3 separate regions of the Mus musculus genome follow, and regions 2 and 3 are each linked to region 1. Evidence: chromatin contacts called from public Hi-C and promoter capture Hi-C data. All regions are on one chromosome and are shown on one strand. Each heading gives the region's core, a stretch centred on a gene start, on an enhancer-like site or on the middle of the called end of the contact. The rest is flanking DNA. Distances are from core to core; before and after follow the strand shown.

Region 1 (4,990 bases), core at 989-3,488:
GCTAAAAGCCACCCAACTAGTGTCTATGTTCTGGTCTCACTTTTAAATGTTCTACAGCACATGCCTGACTCTGGCACTCAGGAAATGGAGGTAGGATGAGAAGTCACTCTCAGGCCCTTCCCTCTCCGTTCCAGACTAGCCAGCCTGGGATACATGAGACAATCCCTCCCCACCCCACAGCAGGAGCTATGCCACATACTACTCATGTGTAACATAGTAACACAATATACAGCGTTTTGGAACAGGCCTATTTTAGTGAAAAAAAGTTATGTGATAAACAGAAAAGGTTGGTTAAAAAGCAGTTTTTTCTTTTAATTCTCTTCTATTACATTTTATTTAACCTTGTCATAAAGTGGGAAAATGAAAAAGTCTGCACATGACTTACTCATAACAACACAGCAAAGGGACATATTGCAGTGTTTAGTCTGAACAATTTTTCAAAGTTAAAAATTTTTCATCTAAGGATATAGCTGAGCCATGAGTACATGCTTAAAATAAATTGTGCACTCTTAATTTACCACAGGAAAAGTCCTGGATGTAATCCCAAGAATTGTTTTTAAAGGAAGCCATCACTTAAAAATTAGAAAAAATGTTGCCTATGCACAATAATAGTTATCTGAAAACAAGAACCCTTAGAAAGAAGAGTTGTTAAATAGTAGAAAGTATACATAGTATACAAATTTCCAACCCAATCAAGGCAAACTGACAGCTCATGACTCAATGGTTTTTGACTCAAAAGCAATTCTCTAGGGCTAGAGATGTAGCTCAATTGATAGGTGTCATTCCCCAACACTGTATAAGCCCTGAATGGTGGTATGTATTGTAAGTCTAGCCCCCAGAGTTTCGGCAAACAGAGTCCAAGGTCACCTTCAACTATATAGTATAATTCGAGGGTAGCCTGACTTTGAGAACCTTCAAAATCCATAATAAATAGCAAGTCTCTAAATTGGATGTGTGTGTATGGGGGAGGCAGGTGGATCTCGGAGTTCGAGGCCAACCTAGTCTACAGAGCTACTTCCAGGAAAGTCAAGGCTACACAGGGAAACCCTTGAGAGAGAGAGAGAGAGAGAGAGAGAGAAGAGAGAGAAGAGAGAAAGAAGAAAGACAAAAGAAAGAAAAGAAAAACAGTAACTCTCTAAAACTCAGTAGCATTAAGTATTTTGATTTCCACTTGACCCTAAAAATTACATTTTAACAGAAAAAGTTTACTCAGTACACGGTAAGAGGCAGCAGGCTGGGCAGCAACAAGAACACAGCCTGCTAAAATTACATTTTAAACATATCTCTTTTGATTTTAGAACTTCTACTCAACGACTCAACCCATTTCCAAAGGCTGATTAATCCTATCAAGTTTGAATGTCAACGTGGGTGGTTTTTTTTTTTGGGGGGGGGGTCTTTTCCGTTCTTTTCTGTTCTTTTTTACTGTGAAGCATCCCTGGTTTGCAAGTCCTAAGAAGCACCAATTTACTCCCCATAGTGCCCTACTATTATTTTGATGTATATAATCAGTTCATTCCGACTATTGTCCACGCGCATTAGCATGAATATACGCAAGGAATGACATGTAACAAGTCACAACCTGGTGCCGAAAACTTGCTGGACCAGAGAACAGCTGCAGGGAAGCCGAAGGGAGTGGTGGCAAAGACAAACAACAGGAGGATAACGCAAACTAGTGCCACCTGCATCCGGCTAGACCAACTGGATGGAGCCGACCGGCAGGTACGTCACCGGCCAAGCTTGCTCCCGGTGAGGTGGGCAGTGTTTACAGCCCTCGACGCCGGCGGTCCCGACGCGGGGACAGCCCCCTGGTCCCCAGCTGGCCCACCCCACACCCGGGCGCCGTCAGCTGCCACTCACAGCAGGCAGCGCAGCAGCAGCCGCTGGTGACAAGCGTCAGCCCCGGGCCTCGGCGAACACAGCGGGGTCCTGCGTCTAGCAGGCCTCCAGGGCGGCCGGCGCCGGCTCGGCTGCCTCCGGGGCCGCGGCTCCGGAAGCGCAGGCCAGCCACCGCGGCCACGGCCCCCACCCGCTCGCCCTGGCCTCTCCTAGACGGAGTCCCGCCAGCAGGAGAGCCCCGGCTCGGCCCCGCCAACTCTGTGACAGGAAAGCCGTAGGGACGATACCTGCGCCTTGGTGCCTGGCCTGTTCCGCCTCAGCACTGCCGTCCCCTCCGCCATGACCATAGTGCCAGAGTCTGGGCGGCTGGCGTCGGTACCCGGATGTGGGGGCCGGCAGCTTGCGCGGGGGGCGGGGCACGGCGGGGCTCAGCGCTGCGGCGGCGGGGAGGGGCGGCAGCCTGCGGAACAGCCGCCGCCCGCGCGGAGCACCATGGGAAGAGTGCCGAGCCCGCGGCTCCGGCGGAGGGAGGAGCACAGAATGAACAGCCGGCGGAGCTCCGCCGAGGCCGAAAAGGAAGATGCGACCGGAAGCTGGGGTAGAGAGCCGCTTCCAAGGTCTGTGGTGCAGGTGACCCAAGCCTGCGTCACTTGTGGGTGTTTGTCCTTCAGCTGTCTATAGACTGGAAGGGCAGTTTGCACAATAGTGACCATCTCAGAAAAGCGAAATGAGAACATAATTCTCCACCCCAGATAATCTGGTAAATTTTTATAGAATCTTCATGGATTAACCCAATCTAGAATCAGATTGGCTGGGTCGGTTAAAGGGAAGACAGGAGGTACTGATAAATCTTGCTTCTAGGGTCCTCTTACTGAAAAGCCAAGGACTCTTTCAATGACAAGTTGGTTTCCGTAGATAAAAGACTCAATGCTAAATTAAAAAAAAAAATGCCCATCATGAGATAGAAAGCGCACATCTGTTATTGTGTGTTAGAGTTAAAATAAACTCACATTTTTGCAAGTCGGAAGCAGGAGGAAATGAATAGCCCTTGATGGCTTTTATGAATTCTGTATCTTAACAAAATTCCAAGTTTCTCGTGTTTTTAAGTGTGATGTTTTTTGTGTGTTTTCTTTTGTTGTTGTTTTGGTTTTGTGTTTTCTTTTTTTGGAGACAGCGTCTCCCTGATGTTCCTTGAATTTAAGAGATTTGTTTTGAGTGCTGGGACCAACGGAGTACACGGCATGCCCGGCCAGGCTTAGGGGTTCATGTGTAATCCAACCCAGGTGATCCCACACCTTTTTCTGAATCCCTTGGGCGCATGCAGGTAAAAAGCTTACACACATTAAATAAATAAGCAAGTAAATAAGCAAAACAGTTAAAAGAATTGTTTAGAATTCAAAGCCAGCATGGGCTACATAGAGAGTTCCAGGCCAGGCAGGGCTACAGAGCAAGACTTAAATCTTCTCTCAATCTTTCCCAAAATAAGAAAAAAAACACAGCATTTTTACCAGAATCTTTTTTTTTTCCAAACAAGAAAAGTTTGTTTTGGTTTATAGTACCATGGGACACCTGGTGAGGAAGTTGTGGACACTGGGTAAGTGCTCTTTATAACTTCAAGAGCATGGGGTTCAGAAACAGAGGTCTTAAGCTGGAGGCAGAAGCTGGTATCTGCATCAAGACCCGCCCAAAGTGAGCCACTTCTCAGAGCTGGGCCATGGTTAGAATTACACAACCTCCAAATCGAATCTCAAGCTGAACACCAAGTGTTCCAACATAAGAGCTGCGGCGGGGCAGAGTGGCGCCTTTAATCCCAGCACTCAGGAGGCAGATACAGGCTGATCTCTGTGAGTTCAGAGTATGCCTGGTCTACAAAGAGAGTTCAAGGCCAGCCAGGAGTATGTAGTGAGACCTTATCCTTAAACAACAACAATAGTAAGAATGAACGGAGGAATTCCCTTATTCAGATTGGCCTATGGATATGCCTAGGGAGCCCTATCATTATTAATTACTGATGTGGGGGGCTCAGCCCACTGTGGGTAATACCACCCCTGGGCAAACTGACAAACCCTGGGAAACAGACCAGTGGCCAGTAAGCACTGTTCATTCATGGCCTCTGCTTCAGTTCTTCCCTCCAGGTTCCCACCTTAAGTTCCTGCCCAGCCCTTCCTCAGTGACGAATTGTTACCTAGAAGTGTAATAGGAAATAAACCTTTTCCTCTCCTAAGTTGGTGTTGGTCATTGCTTTGTCGTAGCAACAGAGGAGCAATGTGTCTGAATGCATATGACATGTGTATGCATACAGCTGTCCTTGGAAGCCAGTGTAGAGTGTCAAGATCCCCTGGAGCTAGAGTTACAAGCAGTTGTGAGCTGCTTCATTTGGTTGCTCGAACCAAACCTCTAGAAGGACAGGATTCACAAATTCTTTTTTTTTTCTTAATTTTTTTATTATTTAAATGCATTTTATGCATCAAACATATTAAGAATATGAAGTATTTTGAGAATCAAATAATACACAAAATTGTTCAACTTTTATATTCATATCCTTTCATACCCTAAAAATATTAATGAATATTTAATACTATCCATAACTGAGGATCCTATGTCTAATGTTGAATACTAAATTGTTTCAAAACATACAAAATATTCTTTGGGAATTAAGCGTAGTAAAAGAGCATAAAATACAAAAAAATGAATTATTAAGAAATATATTCAAAAGCCCTTATATGATACCACCTGACATAGTGAGAGAGTATTTAAAATGCATTATATTATCTGTGTACATTGTCTAACAATCAGTTTACTTAAAAAAAGATTATCAGTTTTTCCTGGAAAGAAATTTTTTTTTTTTTTTGCATTTCTCATTTTTATTTTACAGAAAAAGTTGCTTTTACTGTACAGATTTTAAAAAACCAAAATGCCTTAAACAAAGTTGGGGGGGAAGAGGGTCTCACAACCTTGTCAGGGGGTACAGCAGGGCCAACCAACTTCAGCTCCTTCCTCTTTCAGGAAAGATCACAACTTACCAAGTCAAACCATCAGTCACCCAAGAATTTAGGGAGCTAACTCCCTGCATCATCACAATCTGAGGCCTAGATGCCCTGAGCTGTGCCCCTCCCTCCCTAAACTCCCTCCCTCCCACTCCAACCCCCAAAAC
Region 2 (4,990 bases), core at 1,763-4,262, 3.3 Mb before region 1:
CCCTGGATGATTATCCCTAGAACCAGGCCATAAGCCCCCCCCCTTTTTTTGTTATTGGGGGAGGCACTCAAAGACTGGTTTTTGCATCCTAGGATGGTCCAGTTAACATTGGCAACTCTTCTGCCTCTGTAGTATGAGTGCTGGATTACAGGCGGATGCCACACCACTTTATCTGGATTTAAGTGATATCTCCCAGATGCTAAGAATAAAAGTTATACAATTTTATCAAGATAGTGCTAGGAATCTACAAACTCAGAGAATAGTTTCCTTATTTTCTTTTAAAGATTTATTTATTATATGTAAGTACACTGTAGCTGACTTGAGATACACCAGGAGGGGGCGTCAGATCTCATGGACGGTTGTAAGTCACCATGTGATTACTGGGATTTGAACTCAGAACACCTGGAAGAACAGTCAGTGCCCTTAACTGGCTGAGCCATCTCTCCAGCCCCAATTTCCTTCATTATTGATAAACTGCTTTAGTTTAAGAAAATCTATTGGCTAAAACTATACCTACCAAAGGCTGGAATACACAACCGGGGGACAGACTATGGAGAATATACAAAGATGCTGTCATCTGTGTCAAACTTTCTATGAAAGGTAGAAAACCAGAAACAACCTTAAAACCAGTAGTTAGCCCATTCTCCATTTCCTCAAAACTACTCAACAGGTTAATGTGTGCTTCATCTTTTTGAAGCAGCCCTATGTAGCCCTAGCTGGCCTGGAATTCACTAACTAGACCTCTATTTACTGGCCTCTCCAACTGCAAGAATTAAAGATGTATGCCACCATGCCCGGCCAATGCCAGTTTTCAAAGAATACCATTTAAACTTTTTTTTGTTGCTGGGTGGTGGTGGCAGTGCACACCTTTAATCCCAGCACTTGGGATGCAGAAGCAGGCAGAATTCATTTCTGAGTTCAAGGACAGCCTGGTCTACAAAGTGAGTTCCAGGACATCCAGGGCTATACAGAGAATCTCGAAAAAAAAACAAAAAACTTTTGTTGGTGTTGGTTTTTTAAAGACAGGGTTTCTTTGTGTAGTCCTGGCTATCCTGAAACTCAGAGGAGATCTGCGAGCCTCTGATAGGAGTACTAGATTCAATCCCCAGATTGCCAGGAGCTCAGGCCTTTAATCCTAGCATTTGGAGGCCATCCTGAGCTACAATCTAAGACTCTGCTAAACCTTAAAAAAAAAAAAAATTAATGTGAATCTCATTCTATAATTCTTTAAGTTGAAATCTGATTTCTACCCACACTCTTTTCCCAGACCTATGCCATGTGAGACACTCTATAAATGAGTCACTTTCACATATCTCCACAAAGTCTAGGTGAAATCAGGGACTTTAGGAGTGCCCCCCCCCTTCTATTAGCCCTCTTTGTTCAAATTCTTCTTTAAACTATGAGCTTAAAGTCACAGGTTTTAGCCACTAAAAAAAAAAAAAGAAAAGAAAAGAAAAGAAAGAAAGAAATTTGAGAAAGCAGAGAAACACTAAGGGAGCAGTTAATCTGAAATAGAAGTTAAAGAGAAAATCAAGTTTCTATTATTTTCGGGTTAGTAACATGCAGCTACCTGACTGTGAGAGAAACCAAGATATGTCTGAAAGCTTGAGGGTGAGTTACAAATAAATAGTTACCTCTTTTTCTGGTTTTAAAACGCTGGCCTGATAGCGTTGGTTTTTGCTGCTTTTGATTATTCATAAAAGACACCCTAGAAAAAGGAGAAAGAAGGCCTTAAAAACACCCGTGCCAGTAATATTAACTTCTTAAACCAAGTATCAAACCTTAAATCAAAATTACAATTAAAGCAAGCCCAAGACGCTTTCAGTTAACAGGCAATAGAGAGGGTGCAGGTAAGTTTCCCTCTCCAGGAACCCCTTGATGTAAGTGCTGGAACTACACCTTGATAAAGCATTTTACTATCACCCTGTCTGGTGGCAAATGGCCTACCACAAACCTAACTACTCAGTCTCTCCTACACCGTTCTTTGCATCTCCCACTTTTTCTAAGTAACCCGAACTTAGAGGACTGTCGCGGTCACGAGCTATCTGTCAAAGGCCCTGAACCGCATCAGCGCTGCCCTCATTCCAAAGTGGCGCCGAGAGCCGCAGAGCCCGCTTGCACCCTTCCAAGATGCAAAACTGAGAGCTGGCCGCAAACGCTACAGCCCCAGCCGCCTCCTCCTCCCCGGGCACGTGTCTCCACATCCACACCCTTTCCCGTGCCTCCCGCCTCTCGGGGCTCGGGCGGCGGGCCCCGGAGCGCCGCAGGCCCTTCTCCACCGACCCTGTCGCCTGCGGTGGTGGCCGCCGCGCCGAGCGGACCACAGGCGCCGAGGCGCTGCGCGCCGGGGCCCCCGCCGCCCCGTACATCCGCCCGCCCTCCCGCGAAAGCAGCGGCGGAGGCGGCGGCCGCGGCGGTGGTGGCGGCGGCTGCGCCCCGCCCGCCGAACTCCCCACGCGTACATCACCCAACAGAGGCCGCGGCGGCTTTGTTACCCAGGCCGGCCGGGGCGCACACGGGGGCGCGCCGCCACCCCGGCGCCCCGCGGCCTCGCCCGCCCTCCAGAGCGGCGGCCCGGGCCACGGATCCAGGCCCCGGGTCCCGCCGGCCCCTCCGAACCGCGCCGCCACCCTCCTCCTCCTCCGGGCCACGGCGCGCCGCTCTTCCCCGGCGCTGCGCCGCGCTCGCCTCACCGAATTTAAGGCGAAGAGAAAAGAGCCAGAAATCCCCGAGCTGGCGGCAACTGCGGCGCTGTCTCCTCTGCGACCGGAACTAACGCGAGCAGGAGGGGAGGAAGAGGCGCCACCCCCGCCCCGGAGGCCTGCTATCGCGAGATTTCTACCCTGCGCCAGTTCGCACTCCCCCCTGCCGAAGGCCGCGGGGTTGCAGCTCGGGGGCACCGGCTAACACCGCGGTGGTAGGCGTCTCTGTCCCACCCTAAAGCCCCAGGCTGCCCTGACTCTTGTACCAGGGTAGCCCGTCCCCCTTCCTCCGCCGCAGCGGCCGGCCTCCCCCTCTCCGGGCGGGGATGGGAGTGGGAAGCGGCCCCTCAACGGCCGCGAGTTGGACCAGTCCGTCCCGGTCCAGCCCAGACCCCTCCTCCGGAAGCTGGAGCCCGGGGGTAGGGGGAATGCTGGGCGGCGGGCGCAGAGGCCGGGGCGTCTGTAGGGTTCTGCCTGGGTGAGGACTGCAGCCCGGCCTCCCTGCTCTGCGATGCGGTGTGCTGAGGGCAAGTCTGACCTCGGCCTGTCACCACGCCTTGCAAGGGGTGCTCGTCCCCTGACTGCGGTGGACTGGGAATTTGTTAAAACCAGATTGCGAGGCCCCCACCCGCAGGGTTTATAATTGCTTCTGGTGCAGGACTCAAGAATGTGCCTTTATCACAAAGTCTCCCGAGATAAGGACCTTCAGAAGGTGTATTCTCCGGGACAACAGATAAAACTGCCCGCATCCGGTTTGTGCCCTTTTCATCCGCCATCCCCCAAACACCGGGATTTGTCCTTAAAATCCCTTTCCATGTACCAACTTCTCGCTCTCGCTCTCGCTCTCTCTCTCTCTCTCTCTCTCTCTCTCTCTCTCTCTCTCGCGTGTTCCAGATCGAGGCCAGCCTGGTCTACAGAGTGAATTCTAGGAGAGCCAGGGGTATTTCTGACATCCACCGTCCCTGTACTCAAACCTTTAATCTTTCTTACTCGTACATGGAAGGCACTTCTGTTCACTGGCATTTAACATATACTGTATTTGGAGTTTCGGATTTGCCTCTAAGGCTTTAAGCCGCTGTTTGTTGGATCTTGGCTGTCAATTCTTTTCCGTTCAAGTTGGTAGGTCGGAGCGCTGAAGGAGCAGCGGTGGGAAAATAGCCTAGCAGCAACAGCCTAACTTCTTGGAGGTACTGGTGGCCCATAGGACTGAACTTTGGTGGGACCTAGGAAGGCCAGGCCGTGGAGCATAGTGGGAAATGATGGGAATCAGGGCTCTAAGTTCCCCTACCTTTATCCTCTAACCCTGAGTCCGTTGGCATTTCTCTTGGAAGTCTTATTTCATACTCTGCATGATAGACTACCACGTCCCCCACGTTATGTTTGTTTCTGATGTGTTAAGGGTACAGTATTTCACTAATTAAAAAGCCATGTTTGTGTAGTATGTGTGTAGCAGACATTCTCCTAAGCACTTAACTGCGTTGAGTCCTTGAAACTGCCCTATGACTTTGACACTTGTTAGTCTTGTTGGGAAAAGAAGGCATATAGGTCAGTTAACTTGCCAGTGAACGGCCCCCCAGCGGCCTGGTCCACCAATATAATAAACTGCCAGGTCACACACTGAGCTGAGCTAGAGACACAAAAAACGGTGAATAGCCAAACCCGTTACTCATAAAGCTTCCCTCCGCATTGGCCACATTTCCCAATTCGGTCTCCTCTCCAGTACAGTCCTGATTTACACCCTGCCTTTGTATTTTTGAGACAGGGTCTTGCTAAGTAGCCCAGGCTGGCCTTGACCTGGCAATCCTCCTGTATCAGCTTTCCAGGTACTGGCATTAGAGACATCAGTCACCAAGCCCAGTTAATTGGGATTTCTGTTCCCGTGACTAAATGAGCCTTCCTTGTTGCACTGTGTCTTTCTTTACATTTCCAGGGTGATCTTTCTAAATGTAACTCAGGCCCTTCTCATCAGTGTCTGAGTTCCTGGGTTTTCATGAAAAACCACAGGAACACTGCTTTCCACCTTCTTATACCATTGGTGGCTTTATCACATCCAATAAGGAGTCAGGACCTTAAAACTCGGCTTGGGAGATGACTCTATGTAAAATGTTTGCAACACAGTATGAGGACTCAAGTTCTAATTCTCAAATACCACATAAAAGCTAAGTGTTTATGGCAGCCCACCTGTAATCAGCACATGGGAAATGAAGGAAGGGTCTGTGGAGCAAGGTAACTAGCCATACAAGCCATACACTCAAGCTCCAGCCGTGGTGCACGCTTTTTTTTTTTAA
Region 3 (4,990 bases), core at 1,819-4,318, 3.0 Mb after region 1:
ACCCGGACCCGTCAGTACAGCTCCTCATGCTGTGGGGAGCCCAACCATTAAATTACTCTCGGGGCTACTTCATAACTGCCGTTTTATGAGTTGTAATGTAAATATTTTCGAGGCTAGAGCCTTGTCACGGAGGTCGTGACCCACAGGTTGAGAACCTCCATCCTGTTGGTTTCTGAAAAGCATTACCTGAATCGTATCCATACCCAATATTTTTGTTGAGTTTTGGAATCACCTTTTTTTTTTTTTTCCTTCTACAGAAAATATACCCTCAGGTGTTTACTCAAATGTCTAGGCAGATACTCTGGTAGTTTATTTCCATGCTAACCATCTCTGCCTTAGAAAACACTCCCCTTTTCCGATATGATTTTCTCCAGTGTATTTATCACCCTGACCCATCACACATTCCCTCTTGTACCTTCTTATCTCTCTCTCTTTTTTTTTTTTTTTTTTTTTTTTGTCTGAAGAAAGGGAGATGGAACAATGTCACGGACAAATTAGGTATCCAGTAAATATTATTCTAAGAACAAATTGATACTTTTTTAATCAAGCAAGTAGTTATTAGAATTAAGATAGCTCACAAGCACTTCCTAAAGCTTTATCTGCAAGTTATAGTGCATTGGAAAGCTGGTATTTTATGACTATTCCATTTTACCTATTGTATGTGCGCTTGGGTATGTGTACACATGTGCCCCACCACATACGTGGAGGTCAGAGGATGGCCTGCAGGAGCAGGTTTCCTCCTTCCACCTGGGAGTCCTAGGAACAAGATCAAGTCCTCCAGTGTGGCAGCAAGACCTTCTACCCACTGAACCATCTCTTTCGATTAAGGTGACATTTTATAGTTATGATTCATAAAGTATTTTTGCTAAACACATTTTAAAAGAAATAGTTTTTCTTTTGTGCCTCCAGTAAACAATAAATCTGGCACAAAGAAGTCCCAAATCTCAATAGTGATTTTTTTAATGTGTTTTATGTTTGTTGTACAGGCAGACACATGTCGAGGTCAAAGTTAGTATCAGGATATCAGCCTCAATCTTTTCTCCAGTTTATTTTTTTGAGACAAGCTCGCCAGCAAACTCTGTGCTCCCCAACACTGAAGTCACAGAGGCATGTCACTATACCTGCCTTTTTTCTTTTGAATGTTGGTGATCCAAATTCAGGTTCTCATACTTGCACAGCTAGAACTACCTGCAGTAAGCCATGTTCAAGACCACACCTGAACTCATAGCACTTGGGAAAGCTGAGGCAAGAAGGCCACAAGTTCAAGGTCAGCCTGAGATGAATACTGAGCGCTTCTGAGGCTACACAGTGAGTCACTGGCTCAGAAAAAGAAATGTCTTTTTTTTTCATACAGCATTGCCAAATGCCATTTGAAAGAATAAAGTAATATTTGTCTCGTCAGATAAACATGAAGTCAGTTTTTATATTGTAATCCTAAAGGTTAAAAATTATAGCAATCCCTAAATTAAGGAAGTCTTGAGATAGAAACAAGTTACCTGTGACAATCATGTAACGGGATACACACCACTACACAATGGCACCACCACAATTCAGAGTGGGAGACTGTAGTAGCGCCAGACCTCTGAGGAAAGGTCTGTACTCTGATGGAGCATATGGGACTGTATGGATAAATACTTGTTTTCAAACACTCATGTGCAGGAATGAAGTCATGTCTGCTGCACAAATGCCCCTTCAAAGGATAATAAGGAAATGTCTACACTACAAAGCAAGCCGCCATTTCAAATACCATTGGAAAGGACTCCAGCCCACCACTGTGGCATGTCTGTAAACCTGAGACTGGCAAGACAGTCCTTAAACACCTGGCTCAGAGTCTGGAGTTGGCTCTTTCCTGTTTTCATGCCTCCAACAAACATTCTATCCTCCCGGTCTAGCCCGTTCTGCACAGACCACATTGTTTCCAACAATCTAGCAGAATTCCGTATAGATGGTACTTCTTCCTAAAACTGTCTATCCCTCCCACACATAACTTTCTTTGGCCTGTACCAGGCTGCCATTTGCACGGTTTTTAGCGCATGAACTTTCCACAGGAAGCTTGCTGTCTGCACGCATCAGAGCCTCTGAGGGGATATATTTTGCTATCAGCGTCCTCTGGACCCTACAGCGCCGGGCATATAGCCTAAGTGTTACTGAGCACAGAACCGTTTGTTCCGCTGAAACCTTGTATGTATCAGAAGGCGTAGGAAAGCAAAAGGCAAACCCCATGATGAACCTACAAGTCTGAGTCCTCATTGATCAATCAGGGCTCAAGTCATTCCTGCCAGATAAAAGCAATCTTCACCCATCCATTCACCTATCCCTAAACTTTTAGGTAGTGTTCGGGAGTATTTTAGATAGTGATTATACCATTAGTGGTTCTGCGGAACCTAAATACCACCTTTAAGTTTCAGAAAACCGGTAAGGGCTGATACATACTGAGATTCCAAATGCTTCCGTTCCCACGTAGACTTACTGGGCTGTCTCCGGGTGCAGGTTCGGGATTCAACACAAGCAATCACCACACACAGCAAGTTATATGCCAGTTGCATGCGCGGCGGCGTGGCGCCGGCTCAGGGTATGGAGCAGAGCTGAAACGACTGCAAAAAGAAGAAAATGTTACAGTGGTGGAAAGGGGCTGGAGGCAAGGCGAGCAAAGGTTAAGCGGGAAGGTGCAGTGTCTTCCGGGAGAAATGTCTATTGCACAAGTCATTTTACCCTAGAAGTGAGAACGGCAGGATAAGAGAGCCAAGCAGCGCCAAGAGTTGGGCAAGCGATCCGGCTCCTGGCGTTCTCTCTGCGGGATGACAGGTCACCTGTGGGCAGCAGACCCCAGGTCCGAGGAGAGGGCGCCCCACTTCCACCCGCACCCGCACCCGGATCCGCACCTGGCTCTCACTCACTCACTGCACGCAGGAGCTCGAGTCTGGGCAAATCTCTCTGCGCCGCTCAGCAGTGTCCCAAGTGGGTCTGAGGGGCGCGGTCCCGGAGGTCTCCAGGGAGCTTTGACAGACTCGGCGCTGAAAACCGAAAGTACCGGGCAGGAAAAAAGGCTAGAGGGCGTCCCGCCTCCTTCCGCCTCAGCCAATCAGCGGCAGAGATTGGCCGGCTGTTCCATCAGCGCACCGTCCCCCCCCCCTCGGCTGCTTGGCCTTCCTGGTCCGCGCGCTCCCTACCCGGCGTGCGAAACTTGGGGCGCCGCTGTGCGGTGCAAACCGCAGACAGGGGGTTGTGTTTACAAGGTTGGAAACTATAGGCTTGCGCAAGCTCAGTCTTGGAGATCCTGCATTAAGTAGGCGCATCACTGCGGGATTCAGAATTGGGGACTAGAGATTAACCTTCACGCTACTAAAGCCAGGGAGCTTAATTTACCAATTTGAAAACATTCAATACTTGCCTTTAACTCAGCAGCTACAGAGAACTTGCTCTTGCAGAGGACAGGGCTTGGATTTGCAGTGCCTGCGTAATGGTTCCCAACTCCAGTTCCAGGAGTCTAGTGCCCTCTTCGGACCTCCACTGACGTCAACCAAGCCTGCAAGAAGTACACATACACGCAAGCAAAACAAAAATGTCATGAAATAAAATAAATAATTCTAACTAATATGTTTAAGAAAAATAAAGCTTTACACAATTGACACCTCCATTACCGAAACTTTTGTCCCGCTTAGCCATCATGATGACAGGACCTCTTTGCTTCTTCCTTTCTCGCAGGACATCCCTCTGTCCCCCATCTCCATTATTAAACTACTAAACCAGAATGTGAGTCTCTTATCTACCCTTCTCCCGTTGTGCCTTTGATGACTGTCCCTGTAACTTCCATGTCCTGGAGCACTCCTAGATGTATACACACCCACTGCTTTCTTCCAAGTGTCACAGTTACCCTGTCCTTGGATATCTACTGAGTCTGTAAACCAACTGTACTCAAAACACAGGTTCCTCCTCATACCCCGTCTTAGTCTGGAACGGATGAGGGCCAAGCCATAGACGTTGCCCATTTAGTCCCGGACACTTGGTCCTCGAGCCTCGGTTGGTCTAGCTCCTGTTTCTACCTCTTCCACCACCCCGTCCTCTTACCTGGATCATTGCTGTGGCTTTTCTGGTGACTGCTTGACTTTGGCTTTTCACTCCCTTTTAATTTATCTGCCATACACTCATTTGGGTGATTTTTTTTTAAATCTAATTGCAATGCTGATCATGTCATGCCAATCTAAAAATTTCATGATGGCTTTTCTTGCTTGGTCTTAGACAATTCAAATTTCTCAATATATTCTCTAAAGCCATGTTCCCCTATCACTTTCTTTAATCTCAGCTTGTGCTACTCTGTTTTCATTGCTTAGTACAGCATTTTTATTCTTTGAATAAGCAAAACTCTTTCCCCAAACTCAATCTTCTCACCAGCAGTGTTCTCTTTGAAAAGTCCTCTAAGCCAACATCTGTATTCTCAAATTCTTTGAGGAGTCACTAACTCATGTTAAAATCTAGGATCAATTGGGTGCTGATGGCAGACAGCATTAATCCCAGTACTAAGCAGGCAGAGGTAAGCTGATTCCTGTAAGTTCGAGGCCAGCCTAGTCTAAAGAGTGAGTTCCAGGACAGCCAGGGCTACACTGAGAAACCCTGTCTTGAAAAACCCAAAATCAACCAACCAACCAAAGAACAAACAAAAACCCCTCAGATCAAATGTCACTTTTCTACATAGATATCACAGAGGACCAACTAGGTCTTCTTAGAATGCACACCTAGAGAATCAATTGTTTCCTTGAAACAGATGGAATTTGAATCATGCCTTGAACAGCACCACTTTAGTTGGCAAAAGATCTAAGTAATTTCCCAAGGATGTGTATATATGTGTGCACGTATATTATAGCCTTTATAGATGGATATAGTCTATTTTCTTGTCACACGTGCACCCTCACAAAGGCATCACAGAACTGACTCCTGGTCAAGATCGTCCACAAATGTCCCTGCCTTTCTTCCTGTTTGGTGGTTGTCTAAT

What was found. Promoter capture Hi-C pulls out the DNA fragments that hold promoters and counts their contacts. A called contact is a pair of places that touch in the nucleus more often than the background predicts.
Region 2: a promoter capture Hi-C map of pre-B cells shows a contact between it and region 1. The contact joins the promoter of Bzw1 here to the promoter of Mob4 in region 1. A contact is called at or near these places in 2 of 39 promoter capture datasets (cranial neural crest and pre-B cells).
Region 3: a Hi-C map of rod photoreceptor shows a contact between it and region 1, with 4 times the contacts expected there. The contact joins the promoter of Stat1 here to the promoter of Mob4 in region 1. A contact is called at or near these places in 1 of 39 promoter capture datasets (pre-B cells) and 1 of 484 Hi-C or Micro-C datasets (rod photoreceptor).

The regions. Positions count from the first base shown.
Region 1 is chr1:55,128,493-55,133,482 of GRCm38.p6, reverse strand. Mob4 (MOB family member 4, phocein) reads right to left here and starts at 2,238. Exons shown (of 8, transcript NM_025283.3): 1 at 2,124-2,238. The coding sequence starts at 2,183.
Region 2 is chr1:58,390,920-58,395,909 of GRCm38.p6, reverse strand. It overlaps Bzw1 (basic leucine zipper and W2 domains 1), which reads right to left and starts at 3,012. Exons shown (of 12, transcript NM_025824.4): 1 at 2,694-3,012; 2 at 1,635-1,708. The coding sequence starts at 1,698. It overlaps Gm39644 (a long non-coding RNA gene), which reads left to right and starts at 3,367. Exons shown (of 3, transcript XR_003947828.1): 1 at 3,367-3,454.
Region 3 is chr1:52,117,516-52,122,505 of GRCm38.p6, reverse strand. Stat1 (signal transducer and activator of transcription 1) reads right to left here and starts at 3,068. Exons shown (of 25, transcript NM_009283.4): 1 at 2,883-3,068; 2 at 2,434-2,594.